2 separate regions of the Mus musculus genome follow, and region 1 is linked to region 2. Evidence: chromatin contacts called from public promoter capture Hi-C data. All regions are on one chromosome and are shown on one strand. Each heading gives the region's core, a stretch centred on a gene start, on an enhancer-like site or on the middle of the called end of the contact. The rest is flanking DNA. Distances are from core to core; before and after follow the strand shown.

Region 1 (4,132 bases), core at 38-2,537, 430 kb after region 2:
CTCACCACCAACAAAAAAAAAAGTTTACAGTGACCCTAAATTCTATTTTAGGATTAATTTCAGTGTGTTATGTTAAGGTGCCAGCGAGATTTCAGATTCCTGTAAGCCCCTAAAGAAAAGGAGTCGCGCCTCAACGGATGTAGAGACGGCTAGTTGCACGTACAGAGACACATCTGACTCCGATTCTAGAGGACTGAGTGACGGGCAGGTGAGTGTGTGCTCGGGTCTGGGCAGACGACTTGTTTGCCAGCCACAGTTAGCATGCTTTCTCGGGAGCATCCGGGGAACGTAAGCGTACTCGTGGTACGATAGCATGTAAGGGGGGATAGCATGTTTGTCATCGCTCACTCTTGGTCACCACAATATTCAGCTTACCTGTCTGTGTAGGCTTCTCTTTCTTCATTGCTGCACATGCAGCTCCCCCAAACCGGAAGAGAATGGCCTTCCCCAATAGAGGAGAGTCTTTTCCAGGGTGTAAATGTGTGTGTGTGTCTGTGTGTATGTGCAGCTGCATTCTCCTGCTGGAAAGTCTTGTCAGGCTTTCAGGAGGGGAGACTGCAGGGCAGTCAAGCTTCTAAAACTGTGGGCCCATCCAAATAAGATGCTTCATGTGGTGGTGGTCAGCCCTTGTTTAAACAGATTACCAGCCAGGCATGCTGTCACACGACTTTAATCCCATGCTAAGAAGGCAGAGAGTCAGGCAGATCTCTTGAGTAACTGGCCAGCCTGCAGTACATAGGAAGTTCCAGGATAACAGAGCTATATTATGAGACCCTGACTTATAAAAATAATAATAAAATCAATACTCTTAGAAAAATCAATGTTTTTGAAACATTACTTCACTATGTAACTCTGGATGGCCTAGAACTTTCCATGTAGACCAGGCTGGCAGACATCTGTCTATCTTGGGCTCACCAGTGCTGAGGTTGAAGGTGTAGCTTGGCTGGGGGAGGGAGGGGACAACGACGACTCCCTTTGGTTATATGAAACTTATTTTGTAGATTTCTTGCATAACAGAGGAGTTCTGTCATTTTGCCTTTTAAATATTCGCTTCAGTTTCTCCCAAATGACACAGATACACCGACAACATCCCTGGGTTGAAGGAAGGAAGGAAGACGAGAAGGCAGGCGGGCGGTGATGAGATGAACTTCAGTTGGTTTCCTTGGGTTTTGCATTATGTCGGGGACCTATTTTTTCCTTATCTTGTTTTGTTTGTTTTCCACATAGGTAGGCTTTGGCAAACAAGTAGATAGCCCGTCAGCTACTGCTGACGCAGATGCTTCTGACGCGCAGTCGGTGGACTCGAGTCTGTCACGGAGAGGTGTCGGCACGAGTAAGAAGGACACTGTGTGTCAGGTAGGCGGGCGGCTACTTAGAAGCATGTGATCCAGTTCTACCAGCTGTGTCATTGTCTCCTGTACTTTTTATTATTTTATTAAGTTGCTTTAAAGCTACAGGTCTAAAGGCTATTTGTGGTTCTCCCTATCCTGATGGGATGTTTGTCATTGTTGTTTTGCTTTTGAGACAGGATTGCCTTGCCTGGTCTAAGGCTTGCTCTATAGACCAGGCTAGCTTTGGACTCACTGTGAGCCACCACTATGCCCAGCTCCTGTTCCTCCTTAATTTTTTTGAGTTATTTAATTTTATGTTTTGCCTTCATGAGGGTCTGTGCACCACATGCTTGCCTGGTGCCTGAGGAGGTCAGAAGGGAACTGGAATTACAGATGAGTATGTGAGCCCCATGTAGGTTCTGGGAACCAAACATAGGGCTTTGCAGAGGAACCATGTCTCAAAAAAAAACCCCTAAAAACTAAAAGAAAGAAAAGGAAGGAAGGAAGGAAGGAAGGAAGGAAGGAAGGAAGAAAGAGGAACTACAAAATCTTGGATTCCTTTTTTATGCCTTCTAACTCAGAATATTAGGAGAAAAATCCCATGGCCTATACTTGAACAAGCGCTGTAGTCAGTTCTGAGCTGCAAGTTTGAGAACTGCTGCTTTCTTGCTCTTGCAGGTCTGTGAGAAGGCTGGCGACTGCCTTGTTGCTTGTGAGGGGGAGTGCTGCCGACACTTTCACGTGGAGTGCTTGGGACTGACTGCAGTCCCTGAGGGCCACTTCACCTGTGAGGAGTGTGAGACTGGTGAGCCACGGAGGGCGGGGCGGGGCGGGGCGGGGCGGGGCGGGGCTGGCAGCTCTCCGTGGGGTGGCTCCCCTTGATTTACTCCGTTCTTGGTTAATGCAGCTCCCCTCCCCTCCCATAGGTATTTTAACAAGCCAAGACACCATCCAGTATTAAGCTTTCCAAGATCCAAAAACCAGTCCAAACCACCTATGTCCAAAAACAAACTTGTTTTGTTTGTTGAGTATGTAAATCAGTTTAAGATTGGTGTGTGTGCTTAACAAACAAGTTTAAAGTCCTTTAGTAGACTCAACAAGTATCGATTGAAACTCTTAATTATGGTTACAGTAAATATTTAAGTATAATATAGTAAATATTTATAGTAACTATAAATATGGTTATAGTAAAACTGTAAATATGATTATATATTTTTGGGAAAAAATAATGCTATTAACTTTTTTTAAAGGCAGGGTCTTACAGTGTAGCCCTGGCTGCCCTATAACTCACTGTGTAGACCAGGCTGGCCTTAAACTCACAGAGATCTACCTGCCTGCCTTTCCCCCCAACCACCCCCCACCTCCCCACCCCGTACAGGAATTAAGGGTCTGCATCACCATGCCAGACATGCTGTTAATTTTTTTTAACTTAGTATTTATCATTGATTTCTTCTCCCACTATATATTTTCCAATGCCTTCTTGTAGCATACAAAGAAATATGCTATTTTATGTTTCTTCTGTAATATAGTTATGGTTTTGTTTCATTAGAAAGCAATTGTTTAACCTGAAACAACATAGCTAGTTGTCTTAGTTACTTTTCTATTGCAGTGAAGAGATGCCATGACATTCTATAAGGTAACATATAGAAGAAAGAGTTATTGGGGATTTAGGCTTCAGAAGGTGAGCCTGTGACCGTGGCAATGAATGTAGCATCAGGCAGGCAGGTACGGTAGTAGAGCAGTAGCTGAGAGCTTACATGAAGTAGAGGGATCTGACTTTGAAACCTCAGAGCCCATCATCCCCCTGTGACACACCTCCTCCCCCAAGGCCACACCTCCTGATCCTTCCCAAATGGTTTTACTGACTAGGGACTAAGTCAAACATTTTGTATTTATTTTTGTTGCAGTATCGGTAGGTTCTGTTTTTCTAGGAATTTTCCCATTGATATGAATTTTCAAATTAGCAAATGTTTAGTGATATCTTTATAATCTCTTTTAAAATAGGAATTTACTTATAACTTTTTAACAGTTTATTTTTATTTCATGTGCGTTGGCATTTTGCCTGTATGTATGTGTATGTCTGTGTGAGGGTGTCAGTCCTGGGGTTGCAGACAGTTGTGTGCTGCCCTGAGAACGCAGGTCCCTTGAGAAAGTAGCCAGGGGTCATGACCACTGAGCCATCTCTCCAACTCCAGGTCTCTTTTTGTATGCTAAATTCTGAAATGTAATAGCTTTTTCTTTCAAGCGAAGCTCTTTGATATTTGTAGCTGCTTCTATATAAAAGGAGTATTTAGCTTATGTGGAGGCACACACCTGTAATCTGAGTGCTAAGGAGACTGAAGCAGGAGGATGGCGAGTTTGAGCTGGTCTGGGGTACCAAGTGCTGGGATGTAGCTCAGAGTCCTCACCTAGGATGCCCAAGGCCCTAGGCCTAAGCCCAACACTTTGAATGGTTCAATGAATGAACTGTAATATGTTTTCATCAGATTTTACTTAACCTATATATATTTTTTTTTATCAATTTTCTAGGACAGCACCCATGTTTTTCATGTAAAGTGTCTGGTAAGGATGTGAAACGTTGTTCTGTTAGTGTCTGTGGAAAGTTTTATCATGAAGCCTGTGTCCGCAAATTCCCCACTGCCATCTTTGAGTCAAAAGGATTCCGCTGTCCCCAGCACTGTTGCTCTTCCTGCTCTATGGAGAAAGACATCCACAAAGCAAGTAAAGGTGAGCAGAGCTAAAGGAGGGGCCGTGTGCAGAGTGCCCTGCGGCAGTGCGTGGCACATCTGCCAGCAATGGCG
Region 2 (4,171 bases), core at 1,496-3,995:
ACCTTTAATTGTAGTTCTGGGGAGATCCAATGTCTCTGGCTTCCTCTGGCACACACAAACACACACACACACACACACACACAGAGAGAGAGAGAGAGAGAGAGAGAGAGAGAGAGAGAGAGATTTAAAATAAAATAATTAAAACAATAAACAAAATATAGTCGTTTTATTGAGAAAAAAATGGTGTTTCCAGTGTTTTATAAACAAGGGGAGACATAAATTCATAAATATAAAATATGTGTTTTTTAAGATGTTAGGTTTTTAAAAAGATTGTATTTATTTATTTTATACAGATGAGTGCTCTATCTGTATGTACATATACATGGCAGAAAGGGCATCAGATCCCATTACAGATGGTTGGGAGCCACCATGTGCTTGCTGGGATTTGAACTCAGGACCTCTGGAAGAGCAGTCAGTGCTCTTAACTGAAGAGCCATCTCTTCAGTTCTAATATATATATATATATAATATTATTGGTTTTCTTGAGACAGGGTTTCTCTGTGTAGCCCAGGCTGGCCTCGAACTCAGAAATCCGCTTGCCTCTGCCTCCCAAGTGCTGGGATTAAAGGCGTGCACCACCACGCCTGGCTCAAAATATATTTTTTAAAGAAGCTTTCAAAAAAGGAGGGGGTGGGAATGCTTTTGGGTGAGAAAGGATTTCATGTGGTAAAATAATATTTTATCTGAAAGTAAAGGATTGTCCCAGAGTGGAAATAGACAGAGAACAAACTCGAAGGCACGCCCTAAGAGGGGAGCCACTGATGGTCAGTAGCTTCTGAGGCACTTAGTTAAGTGACACTTTTTTTCAGGTGTTGCCCCTGGCAGATTGACCACACTCCAGTAGAAGGCACCATGGTCAACAGAAGCTAGGCTCGAAAGGTAATCTACACATCTCACTTTCACTAGAAAGTAAAACTTCTCTGCAGGTCTGCTTGAGGACTCCTGTAATTACAGTAGTTGGGCAGTTGAGGGGCAAGGACTGTACATTTGGGGAACAGTCCTGGGGTGGGGTGTCATGGTGCACAGATGAGAGGGGACTTTCCATTTCCATGTGTTGAATCAAGGGGTTGCCATTAGCAAGGTGCCCTTGGATTTGGTCTTGGCTTATTCCAAAGATTAAACACAGCCAAGTGGTTGTGCTTTTTCTGTCCTAGAAGTCGTGTGTGTGTGTGTGTGTGTGTGTGTGTGTGTTATGTGTATGAGTACGTGTGTGTTGTGTGTGTGTGGGGGGGGGGGTTTACATGCTTGCCTGCATCAACCTTTTTGGTAGAGTTTCTAGACAAACTCCTTTGTTTAAGGACAATTCTACCAAAACGCCCTTCTTAACGTCCCACCAGCCATCTTCTGTGGGGGCTAAAATTTGCAAGGCCAAATTCTGCCCCCTCCCATAGTCCTTATTCCCTATTTTAAGGTGATGTAAATGTCACATCGGAGTGGCGGTTCCCAAGAGAGGGCAAGCCCTGGAGACCTGGGACCCTGCTTTCCTGCCTGCTGCCCTCACTCAGCTTTTCTGTGTCAGGAGAAAGACAGAAAGCAATTTCTAAGGTGTCTTTTGGGTTCTGTTTTCGGTGTGTGTCAGCCCTGTAGCCACCTGTGTCAAGCACAGTGCGCCCTTGTGTGACTTATAGGGGTAGTTCCCTAAGCAGCCCCCTTTCTTGTGCCCATACCCTATTTTCAGGGACAGCATCTGCCTGTAACTCATCCACCCAAGCACTTGGGCTGTTACTTCTCAGGCTGAGGGACCTGTAGCAGCTGCAGACCTCACTGCCAGTCCCATTAGCGTTGTCCTGAGGGAGGGAGAATGGAAGCAGTTGTCACTATGACTTGATTTTTTTTATTCAACAATTCTGACTTCATCACCCCACTGGAAAGTCACAGAACAGACAGCAAAACCCAGGAGGTGGTCAAGAACCCAGCCTCATCAGTGGGAACTTAGTCTCTCAGACCTGTTTCAGCAGTAGTGCCTGAGATTCTTGAAGCCATTTAAGGCTTTTTTCAGATTGGACAGGTATGAGCCTTGAGAGCTGACAGCTGCTTGCTTGCTAAATACACCCAGGCCTTTCTTCCTTTTTTTTTAAAGATATATTTATTTAATTTTATATACATGAGTACACTGTAGCTTTACAGATGGTTGTGAGTCTTCATGTGGTTGTTGGGAATTGTATTTAGGACCTCTGCTCGCTCCCGTCAACCCTGCTCGCTCTGGCCCAAAGATTTATTTATTCTTATACATAAGTATACTGTAGCTGTCTTCAGAAGAGGGCGTCAGATCTCATTATGGGTGGTTGTGAGCCACCATGTGGTTGCTGGGATTTGAACTCAGAACCTTTGGAAGAGCAGTCAGTGCTCTTACCCACTGAGCCATCTCGCCAGCCCCCAGGCTTTTCTTGCATCTAGCATCTGTGCTAGCACGGGCAGTGGTGTGTGCTAGCACGGGCAGTGGTGGCTAGCTCGTGAGGCCATCCCAGGGGATGAGCAGTGGGTGCTCATGTGAGTTCTGCAGGCTCTGGAAGCTCATTCTAGGAGCCCAGGAAACAGAGTAAGACAGTCAATCACTCCTCCAGCAGCTGGGTGGGCAGGCAACCAGCATGCTCCCTCCGTCTTCAGTCTTCTTTAGACTGAGGACCTCAGCAGCTGGCTGCAGCTGGTGCGGTTCTCGGGCTGCTGGGCAGGTGGCTGGCAAGACCAGGGTCAGCTGCCAGCAATTATGGAGCCGGTAATGATTAGCCAGAAAGTCAAACTGGAAAATTCCAAAGGTCCCGTGCTGAAGACAAACATAACAGATCCTCCAGTCCTGCTTCGCCACACTCTCATCTGCTCCAGTTTCCAACTCTTCCTGTCCACTTACGTTTCTTTGAGGTCTCCAAGACTAAGGGACGAGGCTAAGGAAGAAAGTCTCTTCCTTGGTAATTTCCAGGGCTGAAGATGAAGAAACATGGAGGTGTTCCCCTCACTTCCCATCTCCGTGAACGTCAGGTAGACTGGAATAAACAATCAATTTTCTCTCTCCCTCACTTTCAGTCATTAGACTATGGCCTTCCCCCAGTGACTAATGGAGTCCCAAATATGTGCTATGATATCTTGTATTATTTGGAGGGGAGTAGGAAGCCAAAGAGACCTTTATTCCCAAATCCTTAGAAACTCATCCCAGGTGGAGAGATGGCTCCATGGTTAAGAGTCCTGGCTGTACCTCCAGAGGACCCAGGTTTGATTCCCAGCACCTACACAGTGGCTCATAAGAATCTATAACCCCAAGGGGATCTGGATTGTGATGCACAGATATACATGTAGGCAAATTGCCCATAAACAAAATTTTTAAACAAAATAAAATGATTAAAACAAACAAAAAACCCTCCCCCTGTATAGCTAATTTCTAGGGAAACAATTTGATGGTTGCTATAAACACACTCTGGTGTGGGAGGGTAGGGGAGGAAGGGAGAGGGAGGGAGGGAGAAGGAAAGGAAGGGTTTTGATATTAAGAGGATTAATTTGGGATTTGGGGCTCTGATGGTGTAAGGTATAGAGCTGGGCTTAGCTGGAGCTTTCTCCATTTTATCGTGCAGTGCACTGGTTACTTTTCTGTGCTGTGTTAAAATACCACCACCAAGGCAGCTTTGTACAGAGAATGTCTTGTGTCTGTATGGATGTGGTACCTGTCAGTAAAAATCTGATGGCCCATCCAGCTTATGCAGGAAATAGGAGGTGGGACATCCGGGAGGCAGAAAGGATTCTGGGAGAGAGCCAGGTAGGATATTCATCTGGAGGATGTGCCGAGGGGGACATTTGGTTCCTGAGCACAGGTAACCAGCCACATGGCACCATGTGGATTAGAATAAATGCATTTTTTAAAGTTATGCTCTATTCAGAGAAGAGCCGGCTATGTTGCCAAACTTTTGTAACTCATGAGCTACCCTGTTTCTTTAAAAATGAGCTACATATAGCTCTTGAAATTTTGTATCCCAGCTTGAAATCCTAGAACTATGAGTGGTTTTACTAAAAGCATTTACTTGCTGGGGAAAAGCGAAAGAACACACACAAACACACACACCCCAATAAACAAAACAAACCAAAACCCCACATTTTTTTGGTTATGCATTGTGCTGAAGAGAAACTGGCTGCCATGTGGCAGAACTAAAATGTGAACCCCAAGCCTGAATGCAAGACTCAGTTT

Evidence for each region. Capture Hi-C pulls out chosen DNA fragments and counts their contacts.
Region 1: a contact with region 2 is called in a promoter capture Hi-C map of pancreatic islet. The contact joins two enhancer-like sites. A contact is called at or near these places in 2 of 39 promoter capture datasets (embryonic stem cells and neural stem cells), 1 of 15 datasets of contacts at CTCF or cohesin (stem cell-derived epiblast-like cells), 18 of 484 Hi-C or Micro-C datasets (the C2C12 cell line, adipose-derived mesenchymal stem cells, bone marrow-derived macrophages and 12 more), 15 of 115 datasets of contacts at active chromatin or transcription factors (astrocytes, bone marrow-derived macrophages, craniofacial prominence and 8 more) and 2 of 9 other capture datasets (adipose tissue and pancreatic islet).

Annotation. Positions count from the first base shown.
Region 1 is chr8:25,678,639-25,682,770 of GRCm38.p6, forward strand. Nsd3 (nuclear receptor binding SET domain protein 3) reads left to right here. Exons shown (of 23, transcript NM_001081269.2): 9 at 78-208; 10 at 1,228-1,356; 11 at 2,010-2,136; 12 at 3,861-4,058. Among named protein-coding and RNA genes, the nearest start is that of Plpp5, 39 kb to the right of the region's middle. Within about 2 kb of position 1,288, at least 10 of the 459 cell types and tissues checked have an H3K27ac peak or open chromatin away from gene starts, as enhancers often do. A contact at or near this core is called in pancreatic islet, where this site is marked.
Region 2 is chr8:25,250,191-25,254,361 of GRCm38.p6, forward strand. It overlaps a transcript of Tacc1 not described here. Among named protein-coding and RNA genes, the nearest start is that of Gm39144, 3.9 kb to the right of the region's middle. Within about 2 kb of position 2,746, at least 26 of the 459 cell types and tissues checked have an H3K27ac peak or open chromatin away from gene starts, as enhancers often do. A contact at or near this core is called in pancreatic islet, where this site is marked.